2 separate regions of the Mus musculus genome follow, and region 2 is linked to region 1. The links are chromatin contacts, called in public HiChIP or PLAC-seq maps. All regions are on one chromosome and are shown on one strand. The core of a region is the stretch at or near the end of the contact, and the rest is flanking DNA. Distances in the headings are between cores, read along the strand shown.

Evidence for each region. HiChIP or PLAC-seq counts read pairs in DNA pulled down with a chosen protein or histone mark.
Region 2: a contact with region 1 is called in an HNF4G HiChIP or PLAC-seq map of pancreatic cancer cells. The contact joins the enhancer-like site here to the promoter of Msrb1 in region 1. A contact is called at or near these places in 3 of 39 promoter capture datasets (cranial neural crest, fetal liver and liver), 2 of 15 datasets of contacts at CTCF or cohesin (CD8 T cells and the NIH/3T3 cell line), 1 of 484 Hi-C or Micro-C datasets (forebrain), 7 of 115 datasets of contacts at active chromatin or transcription factors (the SCID.adh cell line, bone marrow-derived macrophages, effector CD8 T cells and 2 more) and 4 of 9 other capture datasets (adipose tissue, liver, macrophages and 1 more).

What each region holds. Positions count from the first base shown.
Region 1 is chr17:24,733,273-24,740,193 of GRCm38.p6, reverse strand. Msrb1 (methionine sulfoxide reductase B1) reads right to left here and starts at 3,601. Exons shown (of 5, transcript NM_013759.3): 1 at 3,432-3,601; 2 at 547-695; 3 at 1-114. The coding sequence starts at 3,486. Rpl3l (ribosomal protein L3-like) reads right to left here. Exons shown (of 10, transcript NM_001163945.2): 5 at 6,699-6,885; 6 at 6,450-6,610; 7 at 6,176-6,277; 8 at 4,682-4,777; 9 at 4,353-4,472; 10 at 4,051-4,194. The coding sequence ends at 4,138.
Region 2 is chr17:24,565,670-24,573,441 of GRCm38.p6, reverse strand. Pkd1 (polycystin 1, transient receptor poteintial channel interacting) reads right to left here. Exons shown (of 46, transcript NM_013630.2): 5 at 7,760-7,772; 6 at 7,472-7,655; 7 at 6,098-6,315; 8 at 5,730-5,845; 9 at 5,103-5,229; 10 at 4,581-4,816; 11 at 3,338-4,090; 12 at 2,131-2,262; 13 at 1,746-1,921; 14 at 1,333-1,466; 15 at 1-824. Among named protein-coding and RNA genes, the nearest start is that of Pkd1, 20 kb to the right of the region's middle. Within about 2 kb of position 6,146, at least 59 of the 459 cell types and tissues checked have an H3K27ac peak or open chromatin away from gene starts, as enhancers often do. A contact at or near this core is called in the NIH/3T3 cell line, adipose tissue, pancreatic cancer cells and 1 more, where this site is marked.

The DNA.
Region 1 (6,921 bases), core at 2,352-4,851:
TTTAGGGACGAACTTCAGTGAGCTGCTAAATATTCAGAATCTTGATTGTCCCCGCTTGGGGCCATCATTCAGGAACTCGTGGCCCAACCCATTGCCACACTTGCCACAGGACACCTGGGAAATCGCAAACACAGTCAGTCTCCTGTCTGCTGCACATAGGAGGTGCTCCCACCACCTGCCCATTTCCCAAGGGGTGGAGCCTGTGTGGGGAGGCTGTCCTAAAGCTCATGTTCCCTCAGTATATGAGTGCTCTCAAAGTCTCTGCCGTGGTGATTCATGTCTTTAATCCCAGCACTCGGGAGGCAGAGCCAGGTGAATCTCTGAATTTAAGACCAACCTGCCCTACAAAGTGAGTTCCAGGATAGTCAGGGCCACCCAGAGAAACCCATCTCAAACAACAAGAACAACAACAACAAATTCTTGGGGTGCCACCGCCCCAGCTGAAGGTGGAGACCTGAGATAACCTCATGAGGGAGCAAAAGAAAAGAGGTGTGACTAGTTCCAAGACCCTCCCTGGCCAGCATTCACCAGGGCTATCACACTCACCTTTAAAGCTTCTGGTCGGTTTTTCTCAGGGCACTTGGTCACACTGTCTGGGTGGATGGTTTCAGTGAACGCTGGCCACGGGGATGAGTGTGCGTACTTCGAGTGACTGGAGAACAGCTCATAGCTGCACTTGGCACACACGTAGACACCTGTAGCCGAGGATGAGCAAAAGCAGAGACGCTGACCATCTGTCTTGAGCAAGCCACCTTGACCTTGGACCTGGAAATGACACTACCAGCACCAAGCCCACTGTAGTGGGAGCCCATTCAGCACCCTCATGTATCCCCTGCTCATGGCCCATTGGTTAACTCTGGGGTAGATGGCCCCTAGCAATGCCTGACTGAGTTATGGGAGGCCAGAAGTCACCCTTTGGGCTCATTTCAGCTGCTCTCAGTGACCCTGTGACATGAAATCTTTAACATTTTAATGGAATTATTTAGTTTTGGATGTTTTAAAAGGCTTGTTTTTATTTTATGCATATGGTGTTTTGCCTGCATGTATGCCTGTGTGCCTCATGTATGAAACGTCTGCAAAAAAAACCTGCAGACACCAGAAGGGGTTGGATCCCCTGAGACTTGAGTAAACAATCTATCCCGTGGTAGCTGGGAATGAATCCCAGGTCCTCTGAAAAAGTATACTCTTACCACTGAGCCATTTCCAGACCCCTTGGGTCTTTTGTTTTTATTTTGTCTTGTTTGTTTGTTTCGAGACAAGATCTTGTGCCAATTAGTTTTTGTCAATTTGAAACAAACTAGAGTTCCCCAGGAAGGAGGAATGGGGCTGAGGATTTGCCTAGATCAACCTGGTCTATGGGTGTATCTATAGGGACAGCTTTCTTATCTTGTTAGTTTGCTTTTCTTTCTTTTTTTTAAAGATTTATTTATTATTATTATATCTAAGTACACTGTAGCTGTCTTCAGATGCACCAGAAGAGGGCATCTCATTACAGATGGTTGTGAGCCACCATGTGGTTGCTAGGATTTGAACTCAGGACCTTTGGAAGAGCAGTCAGTGCCCTTAACTGCTGAGCCATCTCTCCAGCCCTTGTTTGCTTTTCTGAGACCGGGTTTCTTTGTGTATGGCTGTCCTGGAACTAGCTCTGTAAACCAGGCAGGCCTCGAACCCAGACATCCACCTGCCCCTGCATCCCAAGTACTGGAACTAAAGGCGTGTAGCATCACCACCCACTGGAACATTTTCTTGGTTAATGATTGATGTGGGAGGGCCCACCTCACTGTGGGCGGTGCCATTCCTGAGCCAGTGGATCTAGGCTGTTTAATAAAGGTAGCCAAGCAAACTAGAGTAGCAAACCAGTAAACAGTCTCTGCTCAGTTCCTGCCTCCAGGTTCTTACCTTGGTTTCCCTCAATGGTGGACAGTAACTTGTCAACTGAAATGAACTCCTTCCTCCCCAGATGGGTTTTGATCAGTGTTTTTATCACAACAGAGAAGTAAACTAGGCCAAGTTTTACACTGTAGTTCAGGCTAGCCTGAAACTATGTAATCCAGGCTGACCTCAAATTTCAGGCAATCCTTCTGCCTGAGCCTCCTATCCCCTGGCATTACAAATGAACCACCACACCTAGATAACATTTTCACTTACAGACAAGACAATGGAAGCCAGTGCTGCAGACACACAATACAGTACGTGGCCAAGAGAAAACTCCCAGAAGTCGGATAGTGGCCTCCCTTTACCCTTAGACAAGCTCCACACAGTAGGGCTCCTAACTGCCAGTGTAACCACTTGGTCCTCTTTCTCAAGTGGGCATCTCTGCTAGTCAACAGTCTTGGATACCATGGATATCAGCTCCGGTCTTAGGAACAGACTGGCCCTAGAGGACAGTCTTCCAAGCCAAATAGGGAACCCCAGAAAACAGCAGCTGGGAAGAAAGGTTTCAACCTGTCCCCAAAAGATCACATGAGTGGAAGGGGTAAGGATGGTTGCAAAACTGAATTACATAACTGTTTGAAAGACTTAAAAATGGGAACCTGCAGGGTACTGAATCATCGGTCACCCACCACTTGAGGACAGACACCCTGGAGTCTGAACTGTTCTTTCAACCTGTATCAGGAACTGGAGAGGAAGCAAAACTGAGTGAGTGTCTAGCTTGCCAGGGTAGCCTGAGGGCAACTGGAGTGTTGTAGCCAAAAAGAATTCAAGGGAGGTCTCTTCCCAGCAACCCTGTATTACAACAACTGGCTTATAGAGGTGCCCATTGTCACAGCCCTGCCCTCTAGAGGACTGACATCTAACAAACAGATCCTGCCCCTGGAACGCCAGTGCCATAGTTTTTACCAAATTAGTCCAGATCAGCAGAACCCAGCAAGAAGGGAGCCAAGCAACGTCTCTCACAGTACTGGTCAAACTTCATTTATGCTGGCAAGAACCCATTGACAACCAACGCAGAGGACGGAGAGACATCTGGGACAGCACATTCCGGATTGAACAGCAAGTGCAGAGCTTGTCCGCTCATCCAAGCAAATCAGGGGTTGCAGGCGGGGGGGTGGGGTGGGCGAGGGGGTACATTGTCAGGGCAAATTCCAACACTGACCTTGGACCACATACCACCATCATTCCGCTCTAAAGTTCAGACCACTCTGACACCATCCGGTGGCATCACCCTTACGCATCTGGCCCAGAGAATCCCCCAGAGAGATCTACATTTGAAGTTCAAGGCCTGTCCCCCTCGAGAACAGAGTCTACCGGAATGTCCCTTCTCCTCTCAAGTCCTCCTGCTCCAGAATGCCCTGGCCACCCAGCTCCCCTCCTCCAAGTTCTTTTTTCCCAGGCTCGCTTCTCCTCGGCAACCACACTAGCCCAGTCCCGGTTCGGGAACTCCACAGCTCCCCAGGAGGCAATGTATGCTTTAATGCCACGGGGTGTACCTGGCTCGAAGTGATTCTGGAAAACCTCGCCTCCGAAGAAGCTGCAGAACGACATGGTCGCGACGGGACAGGCAAAAGCTCCCAGCCAGGTCCGGGTAAAACCCTAAGATCTGGACTCAAACCCGACCCAGTCCCAATAACCAATCACTTTCCGATTCGCCATAAGCCCCGCCCCTAGAGGGGACCAGTCACTCTTGGATTCCCCACGGCCGCCTCCTAGCAGCCCCGCCCTCAAGGAGTCTCTCCTCCCATAGGCCCTAAACCCCACCCATCCAGCCAAGTTTACCCAGAGATCACGTCCTTACTTCCGCCTCTAGAAGGCCCCGCCCAGGGAGCCGCTCCCAGGAAGCTTAGCTGTTAAGATGAAGGCCAAACCTATGCTAAGCTCCAGTACAGCGGCTAGGCTATAAACATTGGTACTAGCCAATGGTAGCTACTACTAATACCATTGTGCAACTGGCGTGGAGGCGCATCTACCCAGCTGTATCTATAGCCCTCTTATCTGGCGCTAAACCTTGCGCCCGCGTCTGGGATCACCCAACCTCCGACCCAGGCTTAAGATCTACATCAAGCCTCCCAGGGAATGTGGAAGAGAGACAGACACACAGAGACAGACAGAGAGAGTTGCCTCAGGACTTTATTGAACAAAAAGGACCGGACAGATAGCAAGAGTGCTACATCCCAGGTGTGCTCCATTCCAGACATCTTACATGTTTCCCAAGGTCTCCGGCTTCTCTTTCTCCAGATGTTTCTTTTGGGGACCCTGGTTAAGGTGAGGAGACAAGATGAGAGTTAGTCAGGAGAGTCAGTCAAGAAATACTACCTACGGCCAGTGCCAGGGCCACCTAGGGCCTGCTCTACTGGTTTGCTAAAAAGGCCCCTTCTTCTAGTTCCTCTCTGGAACAAGTGGGACTAGCTCACCATGAAGGCCCTCTTCTCCTGCGCTGTCTGAAAACATCCGTGGCCAAACTTAGAAGTGGTGTCAATGAACTTGAGCTCAATATTCTCCAGGGCCCTGCGGCTGTGGTGCACCAGAAGGGACTGGGTATCCAAGAGAGAAGAGATGTCAAGGACAGAGGGCCCCGACTCCTCCTGTGACCTCCAGTTCACACCAAGGAGGACTCAGTCAATCCCTCGCTCTTGCCAGACCCCCTTCCTTTACTCTCCCACCACACAACCCACCACAGAGCACGCTAAAGGACAGAACAGGCCACTGGAGTCCACTCCCCAGCTTGCCAAGCAGCACTGACCTTTCTCAGAGTGATCACTCGCTTCTTGGTACCTGCAATGCAGCCCTTTAACATGATGAAGTCATTGTTCACTTCCCCATAGTGGGGGAAGCCACCCTACAGGGAGACAGACCACACCAAGCCAGGAACAGGGCAGCCAAGTTAGGAGGCTGTAGTGGGAGGGAGCCCTATGCGCAGACCCCAGGGTGCAGGGACAATACCTTCCCACTGGGTCACTCCTCAGGGGGCAGTAACATCTCAACTGAATACTAAGTATCTTTCCTGTGTCATCTCATTTAACAATATGCCTTTTTGTGGGCACACTGATGCTCAGAAGTTTGGGTTTGCTGAGCACGGTGGTATACACTCGTAAATCCAGCACTTGAGAGGGGGATATGAGATCACTTTGAGTTGAAGGCCAGCTTGGGTACCAGAGAGAGCCTCACTAGAGAGCTCAGTTTGAAACATTCTAGACTAGCATGAGACCCTGTGTTCCATCCTGAGCACTACCTTAATAAACGGCTTTAGCCGAGTGGTACTGACACACCTTTAATCTCAGCACTTGGGAGGCAGAAGATGGAGGATTGTTTGAGTTCAAGGCCACCCTGGTTTACAAAGCAAGTTCCAGGATAGCCAGTGCTATACATAAAAACAACAAAACAGGGTATCGTGGCATAAGCTCTCAGCACTCAGATGGTAGAAAAAGGAGAATCAGAGGCTAGAGAGATGGCTCACTGACTGTCCTTCCAGAGGTCCTGGGTTCAATTCTCAGCAAACACATGGTGGCTCACAACCACTGTAATGAGATCTGGTGCCCTCTTCTGGCCTGCTACATGCAGCAGAACACTGTATACATAGTAAATCTTTTCCCAGAACACTGTATACATAATAAATAAATCTTTCTTTTTAAAAAAAGGAAAGGAAGAGGAGAATTTTCAAGATCATTCTCAGCCATATAGGGAGCTGGAGCCCAACCTGGGTTACATGAAATGCTGTATGTATTTTGTTGTTGTTTTTGTTGTTTTTTGTTTTTCGAGACAGGGTTTCTCTGTGTAGCCCTAGCTGTCCTGGAACTCACTTTGTAGACCAGGCTCGCCTCCAACTCAGAAATCCGCCTGCTTCTGCCTTCCTAGTGCTGTGATTAAAGGCATGTGCCACCACGCCCAACCCTGTATGTATTTTTTTAAAAAGAGCAGACACATGCTTCAAACTCCGCAGCTACTTCCTTCTGGCCCTGGACTCACTCCTGAGACCCCATACTCTATGGGCACAGAATACCAGCCCCTCACAGTGATTATGAGCGTGCAGGAGCAGGTGAGAACTGACGCTTTCAAGTGTGCGAGAGCTCTCCCAGTACCTCCCTCCTGCCAGGACCTGGGGCCTATTCTGTGTGGGGGGCAACATCCAGTTGTAGAAAACACATGGAGCTCTTCAGGCAGGGTGGCACCCAAATGGAGCTGTCCCCTGTCCCTGATTCCCATCAGATGCCACTTGGCATCCTGGCCAGGCTCTCACCAGGGGTGTGATTGACTTGTCAGTTACGTCGTAGCTGGTGGATGCGTTGTTTCTGACCATCTTTCCATCTTCCATGTGCAGCCCCCGGCCAATGCGGTAGATCTGGCAGGAAAACAGCATAGAATGGACCAGAGGTAGGTTCTGTGGCTAGCAACATGGCCAGTCACACGCTTGGCCCACATGCTCAGACTCTGGAACTAGTAATATTTCATGAACTCAATCCATGTGTGAGTCATGCCACCCCACTAGAAAGTCCTCAAAGTTATGGACACACCTTCTTGTTCAGCTCTGTACGGTGGTGGTAACCCTTCTGCCCAGCCCGGGCGATGGAGCAGCCTACTCGGGCAGGGTGCCAGGCGCCGATGCAGGCCACTTTGCGCAAGCCTTTGTGGGTCTTCCTTGGAAGCTTCTTGGTATGCCAGCGACTGGTCACCCCTGTAAATGGGATTGGCTGGCGGCTCAGAGGCTACGCCAGGCCCCGCTAACCAGTCTTCCTGGAGCCACCGTCTCTACTGGGCCCTACCTTTAACACCCCGGCCCTTCGTGACAGCAATGACATCAATAACCTCACTCTGGCTGAACACGCTGTGTACAGGCACCTGCTTCTCCATCCGTGCCTGAACCCAAGCCACCTTCTCAGCCACGGTGCCACCATTCAGCTGAATCTCCATGATGTGGGCCTTCTTCTGCCGAAAGGGCAGCAACTTCATCTGTGAGACACAGAATTAAGGTCAGTTCACAGTCCC
Region 2 (7,772 bases), core at 4,897-7,396, 170 kb after region 1:
GCTGGTAAAATAATGTGCCTTGTTCACATGGCTTGACAAAACCAATGCCAGTGGGAATATGCCACTCCTAGTGAAGTTGTGTGTCACTGATGGATGCCCATGGACAGTCACATTGGAGGAGCCATCTCCAAAAGTCCAATCAAAGAGGTAATGGACAGGGTCCCCAGTGACATGGGCCATAAGCTGGGCACTGGGCTGTGTGGGGATGCAGGTAGAGGGCTCTATGTGTAATACCTCCAGGACAAACACTTGCACATGCAGGCTCTGGGACAAGTGGCCAGCAGGGTTGGCTGCTTCTACTGTCACTGTGAAGTTCTGGGCCCGCAGGTATACATGTTGTACTGTAGCCTCAGGGCCTGTGAATACTGTGCCATCTCCCATGTCAAATGTCCATGTAATGTTGTCACCTGACTCCACAGAAGCACTGACTACCATGGGGGCTCCCTGCTCCACAGATGGGCTCAAATACACAGTCAGGCCATGCAACTCCTGGAAGACACGGATGTCTGCATGTGCTGTCACGCTGCTCACTGTGTTGTTAACCTCCAAGGTGATTCTGTAAGCGCCCGTCATGCTGTAGGTGTGGTTGAGTACTGGCTGGCTCTGTATTAGGACAGGTGAGCCATCCCCAAAGTCCCACGTATATAGGACACCATCAGTTGAGGGCAGCGGATATGGGGAAAAGGTGATGGGTTGGCCGGCCACCAGGACGTTGCTGCTCATGCCAATAGCCACGTTGGGAAGAACAGTGCGCACACTTACTGTCACCTGCTGCGTCAGATTCTCATAGGTATTGGACACAAGGACGGTCAAGTTGTACTCACCTGTGGAGACAGGCCCAAGTGGGACTTCCTACTCACAGAACCCCCACCAAGCACCTGTTACTCCATGGACACAGTGTTCACACCCAGGCATATACGGGGCAGAGCACCCAAGAGTCCATAACGAGCAAGAAAATGGATAGGAGCATTTCTAAGCACAACTGCATAAAGGTGAACATGGAAGCGAATACCAACACAAGCATGAGTGAGAATATAGCGTGAGTATCACGTGCCAAGTGGAGCTGGCGTGGAGCTGTTTATGGTGTGCAGCGTCGGGCGTTTTTACAATTAAACAATGACCCCACCTTACTCTCCCTAAGGAAATTTTAAGTTGAGGCCTCAGGGACCCTGCAAACCCCCAACCCTCGATGTCTGGGTGCCCCTCCTTTATCCCAGTAAGGGCCTTACTCTACCACCCAAGCTGGATCAAAGAGGGAACAATATGGGCAGCCATACTCAAAGGTAGGCTGTCCAAGCTCAGGACCTGAAAGGCAATGGCCCCACCCCTCACCTGGGGTAGTGTAAATATGCGTGGTATTGTGTTCCACCAGCACCTGCGCCACTGTGGGGTCTGGAACCTGGAAGGACTCGTCGTATGGAGGCTTGAACTGGCGGAGTACCTGCTCCCCATCCCCAAAGTTCCACCTGCCAGGGCAGCAGACAGTGAGTAAGCGAGCAGACAGGGCGCCCCTGGTTCTAAGTGAATCTCTACAATCACTCTTTCCTGGGTCATGGCTTCAAGGTACTATATATCTACTATAGCAAGACTTCCAGGCCCCACATGGTCCTACCCACTAGTATTCTCAATAGAGGGGGAAATTGAAGCTCTAAGCCAGGATTCCAGGGTAAATGCTAGGGGCAGAAATAAGAACCTGATGCCACCCCCAGCCCAGGCCCTGTTCAGCTAGGCCCAGAAGCACTCACAGGAAGGCCACCTCCACAGCTGAATCCACCAGCACACCACCTGTCAGTGCCAGTGTGGCATTGGGGGGTAACACAGTCGGTACTGCAGATACCCACAGCCCATGCATCTTGTTCATCCGCTCCACAGTGACATTGTAGTTCACGGTGATGTTGCTCACATGGTTAGAGGCTGTCAGCTGAGGAGACAGGCATCAGTGGGTATGGCCCAGAGGCAGCAAGGACAGATCAATGGGTGAAAGGCCTCGAGCCCTGACTCAGCAGCCTCCCCACACTCACCCACAGCTGCAGCAGGGTCCTCAGGGGCAAAGCAAAGCAGAACAGAAGGCAAAAGTGAGCACCCAGATATCCCAGGACCCCATGCCACCCTGCACAGGCCCCTGCCTACCGAGAGCTTGAAGATGGCAGCACTCTGGTATATTACATTGAAGACAGTGTTGTGGAAAGTCAGAGACTGCTTATCATCAATGGTCCACCGGAAGGCTACGTCTGAGCCAGCCTCTACCATGGGGCTGTACCGCTAGGGAAAGGACATGACATTGGCCAAAGCTATGATTTTGTTCCAGCCTAAAGCTGACTCTGCTCCTGGTCCCATCTGTCCCCCTCAGACTTACTGAAGAATTTTGTGTGTGGTGCAGGGTAGCCAAGGGGGTCTACCAGCTGAACCCTGACTGCAAGGCACCCAGGTAAAGGAGAGCAAGGAAGTACCAGGGATCATGTTGGCTTAGAAGCTATATAGTATAGGGGCCAAGCTTGGGTACTGAGAGCCAGTGTCAAGGTCACCTCTCTAACCTACAGTCAAATGGCCTTAATTATACCTTGACCTCTCCCTCAATCCCTGCATCTGTGAAGTGGACCTAGCATCAGCAACACAGTCACCCTGACCAGCCAGTCCTCATAAGCTTCCTTCTCAGTGGATAATCTTTGGGAAAACATTTGAATCTCAATGGACCTCAATCTCGGAGGTTTACCCAGGTCAGTGCAGAACAGGTATATCCACAGGGGAAGCCATCATATACACCTGGACAAGTCATGAGAGATGGACAGAAATGGCCCTTAAGTGAATGACTGCTGGTGCTAGGGTGGGCATGCCCAAGATGAGGACAATGCCATCCCCTTAGGATAAAGCAGATAGCTAGATCTTGAGGTTTCAGATCCCATTTCAACAGGCACATGCATCAGGTAGCTACAAGCACCACAGATGGCCCAGAAACACATGGGGTCTCGTGGAGGCTCAGGGAAGGCTGGGGCAAATGTGATGAAGTGCTTCCTAAAATCTGAAGAGTAGAAACATCTGAGTCTTTAGAACAGATGTTCTAACTGTGACCTTCAGTAACTTACAAATTGTTAAATGGGGCTCAGGTGTACTCACAACAAAAGAACCTGTCTATCTTGCACGAGTCCCTAGGTTCCATACCCAGCACCACTAAGGAGAGATATAATCACTAAGAAGACAAGGGCTCCCCAACAGGTCCCACTGGAAATCCTGTAATAGGTGCTATCAGCCCTAGAAAACACCTGAAGGTCATCCCTCCTCAATGGGGAGGAGGCTTCCTGTTTTTACCATTTAGAGGGCTGGGTTGTAGGACACTTACCACCAGGATGCCCTGTAGCACTCGGGCCTCAGGGCTTGGCACAGCACGGAGGCCACAGATGGGCTCCTCAGCTGTCACTCTCAGGCTGAGGTTGGCCTGGCTGGCTCCATTTTGCGCCACAATCTCCACTGTGTGATCCCCCTCCTTGAGCCTGGGCAACATCAACACTGAGAACAGGGTGCCATTGGCCTCTTCTGTGCAATCTTGCTTGAGAAAATCCACCTCAGGAGGGCAGGCATCCTCGAAGGGAGCACTAATATTGCCCCCAAACCACTGAGCTGTGGCAGTGGCATTAGCACCAGAATCTACCTGAAGCACCAAGACTGAGCCGTTGGTTGGCACATAGATGTGGCCATCAAGGGGGATGGGGTGAATGACTCTCAGCCCAGCTATTGGAGAGACCACACTGAAGCTGCAGGACAGGTTTTGCCTGGATACGCTGTTGCCCACTGTAGCCCGGACCTCATAGTGCCCAGGATGCTGTAGTCCAGGGTTAGGCCCAAGGCCCAGCAGTGGTGTAAGCCGCTCTGTGACCAAAAGCAGCTGTAGGGAGCAGACAGGGCCAGCCCAAGCTTCTTCCAGATGGACAGGCAGGTTGGTCATCCAATCTGAGGCATTGGTTGAAAGGTACAGGGCTTGGCCAGGACAGCTGGAAGCCAGGGGACACTGTAGGAGAGTACCTGGGCCAGCATCATGCTGTAAGCCAATGAGGTCACCAGGGAGCATAGGAACATCCTGGCTGTGGAGGGTGACCTATAGAAGAGGGAGGCAGTGTTGTATCACATCCCCATAATAAAGACTAGAAGGACTACTGAGACAGAGAGGACAGAGTACCCATATCAGGCCTCAGCACTGAAAATGGTGCTTCGTGGAGTCCCTGCCTCAAGGCACTCATGGCTGAGTCAAACAGGACATTGTAATATAGGGGACATGCACAAGGAAGATATAGTAAGAGTGACTGCCACAGGTGGAAAGAACTTTCTCAGGGACATAAGGCTAGAAAGCAGGTAGCTGCTCCAAATGAGAGTGCAAGTTCCCCCTTAGAAGACAGAGGACAGAGGGCAGAGGCCCTGAGAAGGAGATGAGACTGGGCACTGGCGCAGGATGCAGGCAAGAGCATCAGGGCAAGGCTATTGAGCATATAAAGAAGCCTGCAAGGTATCTAGTTGAGAGACCACCATCTTGGGTAGATAGGGGGAAGTAGCCTCAAGAATAGGTCAGAGACCCACACCAGGACACATACCAAGTACTGTGTGGGAGGCCCTGCAGGCACAGAAAAAAAGAACTCCTTCCATAGTGTGTAGCTGGCCCTAGAGAGTCCCAGCCTTGACACAGACCCATTGATGCAGACATGAGAGTTACACGAAGCATCAAAAGGTATGCAGACATTGGCTCCTGGACACCAGAGTTCCTCAGGCACACACTTGGGGGCCGGCTCAGTCCTGTTGTCAGGCTCACTGCTGCCTTCTGGGACCGCTGCTGGGAAAGGAAGGATGTCATGAGCCTGATTCACTAACAAGCTACTATCAGGGATGCTCCACTTACCCATTATAAAACCAAACCTTGATAAGCAGTTCCCCAGTCTCCACCATCACTCCCCTGCCTCTAGATCATCCCCAATCAGGTACCACCCGATCTAGCTTTGGGACAAGGGAACAGGAGTTGGCAACTCTGCCATCATTCTACCTTGAGGCTGGAATCGAAGGCATGAGAAAATTCAGACAACCCACTAAGCCTCCACTTCATTTCCCTTTCAGAGCCCCACCTGCTCCTCCTGAGGGCCGGTACACCTGCAGCCGCATCTGGGCAGGCTCTTCAAGCTTCTGGGTAGAAAACTCTGCTGCAGTGAGAAAGGCTTCCCGGCTAGGGCTCAGGCCAGGGAACACCATGACCTGGAGGAGATGAGACAGCCTCAGCTCAAAACATCTACCCCTGGCAGTGTAAGGATAGCCCTCTCAAGGTTAAACCTCATTTCATGTCACTTGGGAAGAAAAACCAAATCAAAGTCAGCTGTGAACAACAGGATGCCTGAAGCAGGAAGATCATGAGTTCAAGGCTTGCTTAGGCTATACAACAAGACTTTGTGTGAAAAAAATAAAAATTTATCTGAGCAAAGGTTCAGGAGAAGCAGAATTTTTCAGATAACAGAACTAGATGCTTTTCATTTCTTCACTCTTAAATATTTTTCTAACTGTCACACTGGGCACACTAACAATTTTAACAACTTCTAACAAAACCTACTTGAGGGGTTTTGTTTTGTTTTTTTAGGGTTAAGGTGCTAGGAACTGAACCCAGATACTGAACCCTATCCCCAGCTCCCACTTTGATTATTAGCAACAGAGCAGTAAAGTAATGTTGCAAAGGGTTCTAGAACACAGAAAGGCTGGCCTACCTCCACAGGTCGCAGCGGGCCCTGGACAGTTTCCTGCTGTGCCAATGGATGCAGAGGTCCAGACAGGCCTCCACCAGACATTCCCATGACAAAGTTCTCAGTATCCCACACAGGCCCTAGGGGTGGTAAGTATGCAATGAGGTACCAGAGCCAGGCAGAGGTGACACTGGGGAAACATTCAAGTTGGAGCTGGACTTAGGACTAAGCCACCTAGCAAAACCATCTGGCCCCCTCTCATCTTGTTTCCTCTGTCCTTATTTTTTCTGGTTTTGTCCCAACCCAGACACAAGAGCAAACATTCATGGTCAGTACTGAGCTTAGAAGACAAGCACAGAGAAGGATGGCTTCTGCCACACAGCAGTCCATACCTCCAGGCCGCAGCTCGCAGACATAACTATGTGGTGCTGAACACAGGTCTGTGTTGCATTGCCCAGCAGGCCCCAACCGCACACAATGCTCTGCTGTGGCTGGGTGTGGCTCCCCAGGCAGCCAGTTCTGGCAGCTTTCCAGGCTGAAGGCCTCACCCCGGGGATCCAGGCCTTCTGTCCCCTCCACAGATGAGAAGCCGATCCACACATCCAGGCTCCTATGGCCAGATTCAAGGGACGGCCAAGCCATCAGGGGGCAGCTCTGCTTGACCTCTGAGGACATACTCTTCATAATACCCTGGTAAATGGGCCATATCAGCCTCATTTTTCAAGTGTTAAAACAGCCTCAGAAACATTACCCAACATGGACCACAAACCCAGGCTCATAGTCACATTCATCCAGAATCATGTCTATGGGACCAGCTCTTCTTGGGGACCCATCTCAGATTTGGCCAAGGATCATGGGCCACCACCACACCTGAAGGGAAACTCTGAGGGCTGCAGAAGAGGACCAAGACTGCATCTATGCATGCTGCATGATAGTACTATCAACACTGGAAGGCCCCTCCAGAGGCAAAATCTAGAGGTTCACGGCCAAACGTAGGCACAGGTACATACCCAGGAACATATATGCACAAAGGTACATGCTTGGGTGTGGGCACAAACCTAGACACACACCCTGGGAGGGAGACATAATGGAGCCCTGGTTCCATGTAGGGCACTATTACCCATCAACTGGATGATTCTGGAGCAAGCAGGTCTTAACCACTCTGGACCTCTATTTCCCCTTTCCAACCACACAGGCAAAGTAAAGAATGTGATTAACCACTCACAAGACAGGTATTCCAATTCCACCCAGGGAGCAATCACCCAAGAGAGTTGGAGTATACCCTTACAACCCACCCAGACACAGGACTGTAGGGCCCAAGAATATGTTCCCACAAGCCTGCGCAGGGCATAGGAGCCTGAAAGGCTTTCCACAGATGGGATAGCATGTGGCATTGGGAAGGGAGGTACTCAGGGGATGGGGTGGGGGGTGAGCACAGCGGTAGGAAGAGGAGAAAATACAATCAACAGTGACCAAGAACTAGTCCTGTCAGCAGGACCCAGGGCCCTCCCCTACAGAGACAGGAAAGTCTGGGGGCCAGGACCCAGTTCTACCTTTGACACTTCCCAGAAACGGTTAGAGAAGCTGCCCCTACCTACATCTGCCTTTACATACACAGAGCTGGCAGCAAAGGCCACCTGTGGGGCTGTACACAAAGGCCCAGCTGCCCAGCTTTCCTCCTGAGCCTCTACAGGCTTAAGGGCTTTGGCCACACCCAGAATTCTGAGCAACCCCCACCCATTTTGCCCTTTCCAGCATAGGTGTACCTGGTAACCTTGGAGACTAGGAAGTGCTGGATGGCAGGACTGTCCACCATAGCCAAGGCAGCTCCAGCCCAAGTCCGACATTGCTCCTGTGCTTGCAGCCAGGGTGCCTTCTCTGCCACCAGGCGGTAGCAGTGCCCATTGCCAGGGAAGATCTCTGTGTCCAAGGGGCAGAGTGGGTGGACCACTAGGTATGGTAAGCAATGAACAAGACATCAGGGTATGCATGAGGCTGGGTGCCAGGCTCTGCCCTACCACCCAGGTTACAAGAGGAAGCAGGAGGGTAGGCACCTTGGGCAGGCTC